Linked DNA regions of Mus musculus: region 1 is linked to region 2. A link is a contact called in public promoter capture Hi-C data. All regions are on one chromosome and are shown on one strand. Each heading gives the region's core, a stretch centred on a gene start, on an enhancer-like site or on the middle of the called end of the contact. The rest is flanking DNA. Distances are from core to core; before and after follow the strand shown. Region 1 holds the start of Sec22b (SEC22 homolog B, vesicle trafficking protein). Region 2 holds the start of Pi4kb (phosphatidylinositol 4-kinase beta).

The links. Promoter capture Hi-C pulls out the DNA fragments that hold promoters and counts their contacts.
Region 1: a contact with region 2 is called in a promoter capture Hi-C map of hippocampal neurons, with 2.9 times the contacts expected there. The contact joins the promoter of Sec22b here to the promoter of Pi4kb in region 2. A contact is called at or near these places in 2 of 39 promoter capture datasets (hippocampal neurons and liver).

What each region holds. Positions count from the first base shown.
Region 1 is chr3:97,899,742-97,902,721 of GRCm38.p6, reverse strand. Sec22b (SEC22 homolog B, vesicle trafficking protein) reads right to left here and starts at 1,495. Exons shown (of 5, transcript NM_011342.4): 1 at 1,302-1,495. The coding sequence starts at 1,376.
Region 2 is chr3:94,973,220-94,976,148 of GRCm38.p6, reverse strand. Pi4kb (phosphatidylinositol 4-kinase beta) reads right to left here and starts at 1,418. Exons shown (of 11, transcript NM_175356.3): 1 at 1,064-1,418. It overlaps B230398E01Rik (a long non-coding RNA gene), which reads left to right. Exons shown (of 4, transcript XR_003954666.1): 2 at 1-800.

The DNA of each region.
Region 1 (2,980 bases), core at 246-2,745, 2.9 Mb before region 2:
ACTGCCGTCTGGAAGTAGAGGCCAAGGATAGACGCCCTACAAGGCACAGGACAGTCTCTCCCAACAAAGTATCAACCAGCTCCAAATGGGAACAGTCCCTGATAAAAACAGACCAACCCCCAAAGCAAAGCAAAGCACCATACCAGCACCAGCACCACCAACAACCCTGGGCACATTCCATTACCCTACTTGTTAGCAGTGTGACTTTAAGCCTAAGAGCCCCTGTGAAGGGCAATAAGAGCACACACTCTGACATGGGTGGTATGAGGAGGGCCAGAGAAATAGCACCCCTAGCACTCTCAGGACAGTGCTGTTCTATATGAGGCTGTGTGTGACGTTCTGTCTACTATCATGATGGTAAAACAAGAGTCTGAGACCGATGCTTCTGCAGACATTGAAGGTTCAGAAAGGCTTATTATTTAAAATCAAAATTAATAAAGGGAAATGATAAATCACAACCAGAAAAACAAAACAAAACACTTCTGTGGAGAACTTCTCATCAATGAAACAAACCAATATTGGCAGACCAATATCAAATAAATACCAAGTTTAAAATTAAGAAAGAATCCATGAATTTTTTTCAGAAAAATTTCAAAGCAGAGAGTAGGGGCCCACTGATATTGAGTAGCATTTCAGACCCACTTTGGTCCCTCTCCTCCATTAGACTTCAGTGCAACTGATCAGATTCTGCCCATCTCTACCCCACTGATACCCCTCACGGGGAAAATATTTTTCAAAGGAAGTGTTCTCTAAGACTCCCAGCCCCCAATCTCCTTTGTCCGGATCATATTCTTGGGCTCATCTGAATAATATACTTTATGAGAGCAGGAGAAAATCAGGCATAGCCGTGAAAGTAGGCACTTTACTGAACCTTGACAACTTTGTAAGTGGCAATATTACCTCATCCTCTATCAAAATATGTCATCGAGCTAGGTCAAGGATCAAGAGCTACAGGAAAGCGAGGTGAAGAAACCAAGGGTTGGTCTTCCCCAGATATATTAGTCAGCAGCCTTAACAGCAGCCCAAAAGAAAAGTCCTAAATTCTAAGAAGGTCCCTAAAAAGTCATCACAAACTGGGTGATCAAATTAAACCTGGATAAGCTTTCTCCGGGGCTTCTGTGTAGAGAGGAACAGTTACCACCATAACTCTAACTCCTTCCACAAGGATTTCTTCTCACAGGTAGTCTTTTCACGAGCAAACGGTAAAAGAGCTCTCGAGAAGAGGGGGAAGGAGTCTGTGAGGTCGCTAGGGTCTCACTAGCCGGGAGCAGGGCGAGCTCGGGGCTCCGGCAGCAGCTTACCTGCTCGTCCTCCTGCATCGAGGCGGCCAGCGGAAGGCCGTCCGCCACACGGGCGATCATCGTCAGCAGCACCATCTTCCCTGGCTACGGAGACCAGGCCGCCTCAGTCACTGTCCCTTCTTCTCCGGCGGCGGCCAGTTACACCTCCGGCTGAGGTCCCCAACAGCTAGCCGCTGGCGTCTCCGCTTCCCGCTGAGGTGGCCGGAAACGACTTCAGAGCTTTCCACTACCGGTCCTTTCAATTGGCTTCCCACCGAGAACCACAACCACCGGGAACTTTAGTTCCGCAGTCATTCCTCCGACCAAGTCCCGCCCACATTTGTGAATTTTTGTTTCCACTAAGTGGTGTCTCTGCAAGAGGAGTGGCGCTCAAGCTTAGTAGGGCTTGAAAGGTGACTGAGAGCGAACTTTTTAGACGAATGGAGTATGAAGCAACTGTAAAGCTATGTATTTTCAGATTTTTTTTACAGAGCATTTTATGTATAATATTTTATAATCTGTGTATGTCTCAGCAGAGATTCGTTTCTTGAGGGTTTTTCTGGCCTGGGTGTTTATACTGTCACAAAGTTCTTAAACAGTTTGTGGTAAGAGATTGGCAAATAGGAGCTGGAGAGACCGCCCCAGGGATCAAGAACTCTGGCTGTTCTTTCAGAGGACCGGAGTTCAACTCAGCACCCGCATGCTGGTTTACAACCATCAGTAACTCCAGTTCCAGGGGAATCTGACACCTTCTTCTGGCCTCTCCAACCTTTCCATGCACGTGCTGCACAGGCAGGAGCGGAAGTAAGCCACCCCCACACATGAAACTTTTAAAAAGAGATCAGCAATATTTAGTATTATATATATTTATTCATATATATATGTATATATATGCATATATTAATAAATGAAGAAGTACAGGGGGATCACATACATCATTAGCCTCCCCAAATCTAGGTTCTTGGCTGCCTCTATCATGGTATAGAAAGGGGAATCTTACCAGGCTTTCCAGTAATTTGGTTTTCACTTGCTTTTGAAGCAACCTCTAGATAATCACCGTTAAGGAAGAGTTCTCATCTCTCTCTTCTTTGGTGTCCTCATCAATGAGATAGGGATATTCTTGGCCTCAAGAGGGTTTTTGTAAATATTAAATGAGAAGAACGTGGAGGTACAGGGGTTTTGTAAACTTAGAAAAGGAAGGAAGGAAGGAAGGGAGGGAGGGAGGGAGGGAGAGAGAGAGAGAGAGAGAGAGAGAGAGAGAGAGAGAGAGAGAAAGAAAGGAAGAAAGAAAGAAAGGAATTATACAAATATACTTATTACATTAGTAATAACTATTCTTTGCTAAATACTTAGTGTCTTATGATTATCTGAACATTTAACTAAACAACTCTGTGAAATTTGTTAGCTGAAGGCTCTCACTTTATACTTGGGGAAGACTGCAAAGATTTTTCCAAGCAGGTCATGTAGTTAGAAGTGATGTAAACAGGCTTTGAGCTCAAGTTCAGCTCTAGCTACTGATTAATAAGCATTCTCTCATATTATCTCTCCTCTTTCATATATAATTCCCCCCTCCAGACAGTGTCTTGCTATGCAGCTCTGGTTGGCCTAGAACTCACCTATGCTGGCCTTGTATTTACAATCACATCCTCCCTTGCTTGCCACAGCTCACACCTGTCATTTGGCAACCTGAGCCAATGTGG
Region 2 (2,929 bases), core at 169-2,668:
TTGCTCTTAAACACTCAACAAAATGTAATCTGATTGATAGACTTCTTTAAAAGTTGCTTCATCCTTCAGAAACACACATCTGTCCAGAAAAGCTTGAGACAACTGTGGCTCCCCATCCTCTCACATCTTCTTAGTTCAAGCTTTAGCTGATCTGAAATCATATGTGGAGATAAAAGGCATGATAGAGAACACTTAAAGACCACAGGGAAAACAGAGCCGAGGGAGACAAACATCAGCCGAATCCTGGAGAGAATGTCAAAAGTTGGAAATCCCTGGAGAGAATGTCAAAAGTTGGAAATCACTATCTGTAGGGGTGTTCACGGCAGAGCTTTCTCCTACGGGAAGCCCTCCAGAGGGCTGGAGATTGAGAAAGGGGAAAGAGAAGCCAAAGACAGCTTCAGGTATCATCAGGCACCCTAGAGAGGGGTTGAGGACTAAGGTCAAAGTGGATGGTATCTGGGTATGATGACAGTAGTCTGAGATCCTTTAAGGAGAAGGGAATAGGCAATTCTTGGAAGTCAGGAGCTGGGGGAGTGGGTCATGGTGAGGTCATGGAATTGGAAGCAGAAGAGAGGGATACAATCTGTAGCTGAGGGAAATGAGAACTCTGTGCTGAGATTGCACAGACTCGGAAGAGTGGGGCAAAATAGGAAAAGGGATAAAGGCGGAGTCCATGGAAGAGGCTTGTGAGCAGAAACACAAACGGCGAGGAAGGCAAACATGGATGATATTGTAGAAGGGGTCAAATGTGGAAAAGGTTCACGACTTAGGAAGATAGTTACGGAACAGAGGCAACAGAGGTACGAAGTGTGTGTCCTGCTGGTGGGGAGGTGGAATCCACGGGGCAGAGGGAGGGGCTAAACTGAAGAGGAAGCCAGAAAGCAGAGAAGACTACCCCGGGCCCGAGAGGAAAGGGTGAAGGACCTCGGGGTGCAGCTGCCACCAGGGGGGCAGTTTTGTAGTCGAACCCAGGTCGCGGTAGGCTGGGCGGGACAGGGTGGCAGAAGGACCCCCCCACACACACACACAGGCAAAGGCGACTCACGGGGGAGGAGCCGCTTACCTCCGGGGAACCCTCGCGGAGGGGGTGCAGGCGGTCGGGGTCGGACTGCCGACACCGCCGCCTCAGCAGCAGCGGCCGCTCCCGGGTTCCATTGGCCGCCTGCGCTTCCCTGACAGCGGCCGCGGCGGCTGCTCCAGGCCCCGGCTGCGGGGCTGCCCGCGGCGCCGCCTGAAGGGGCCTTCACGCAACTTCAAGTTGGACCGGACCCCACTAGCAGGACACAAAATAACAATTCCTTGGCGGGTTCCGATGTAAGAGTCCCCTGGGCCCGAGCCTTTCTTCCGGGAGATTGCTTTCCTGCTTCCCGGTGTCAGGACACTACTGATGCCATCGTAATCTGAGTCGAGTGAGCTGCCCGACTCACGCCTGTTCAGAAAGGAAAAGGGGGCGGGGAAGAGCTTTTGGAAGCTAGGGAGGGGGGGCAGGGAGGAGGGGCTTACGGGGGAAGGCGGGCCCTGTGTTTGAGGGCGGGCCTAAGAGACAGGCTTTACTAAGGAAGCCGAGAGGGAAGTAGCGTGGGTAAGATCAGTGGAGGGACGTGGAGGTACCGATATTTTATGTACTTCCAAAAGTGTATGAACATGCAAATTATATATAAACTATTCATTTGCGTAAACCACTGAGTTACCGTAACTGCCACCAGTGGCTTTTTTCTCCCTCTCCTATCCTACGGGATTTCTTTCGTAAGTCAGCCGGTAGGACCCATGCAGGAGGGCCAGAAAACAGACAAGAAAGAGAAGGGACGAAAAAAGGAGTACAATCACCTTCATTTCCCTCTTCCTACTCATCTTTAAGGATGATGCCATGAGTTTGCCCCTATAGCTTCAGGAATGGCCCAGTCCAACCGCCTCAATCTTTCACTGTTTCGCACCATCACTCTGGGACAAGGTGCTGCTTCCAAGGTCACCCCAGCTGCCAAAGCCTTAACAGAGGCTGGACAAGCCAGCTTAGGAAAAGTGAGTGAAATGACAAAAGTTTGGCTTATTCCTTTTCCGAAGGCTACAAAATCATGTGAGACAGGCCTCATAGACCCCTCCCCCCCCCCCCACAATCACTGTCCCAACGCTTTTCCTGGGACTTTTCTTAGTATCTTAGGCCCCTTGTAAGGGTAGGTTTGTTTGACAGGGTTTCTCTGTGTAGCCCTGGCTGTCCTGGAACTCACTGTGTAGACCAGGCTGGCCTTGAACTTAGAAATCTGTCGACCTCTGCTTCCCAAGTGCTACGCCTAAAGACGTGTGCCACCACTGCAGGCGGGTAGGTTCTTAATATTCTACGGGTTGAGCCTAGCTCTTGGGTGACATCTTCATTGCACTTATAAGCTGATTTGAGATCTTTGTTTCCTTTTTTTTTCTTTCCCTTTCTTCTCTAGCTTCCTTCCTATCCTCTTTCCCTTTTTAGAGACAGTCTATTTTTCCCAGGCTGCTTGTGATATTCCTTGGCTCAAGCCACTGGCCTGTGGAACATGTGGGAATATATCCACATGCCCCCAAGCTGGACTAACCCTCAACTTCTGTATAATAATATTGACAATATTATTATAGCACTACATTAACAACAGTAGTATCTGATGTAATAACATTTTCTAAGGTTTGGGGGAGGGGATCAAGAAAGTATGGGTTATAGTACTACATGTCTGTTATTGAAACAGACAAATGGTGAGTGAACCATGCCCCTGCTTCCGTATTTAACTGGGAGGCAGATAAAAAGCTAAAGCTGAAGACAAAGGGCTGAGAATTTGGCTCAGTGGTTTAGTACTGTTGCTCTTGCAGAGGACCCCGGTTCACTCCCAGGGGGTCCAATGCCATCTTCTGACCTCTGTGGGTACTGGATACATACATACACGACAGAAAAACATTCATAGAGGTA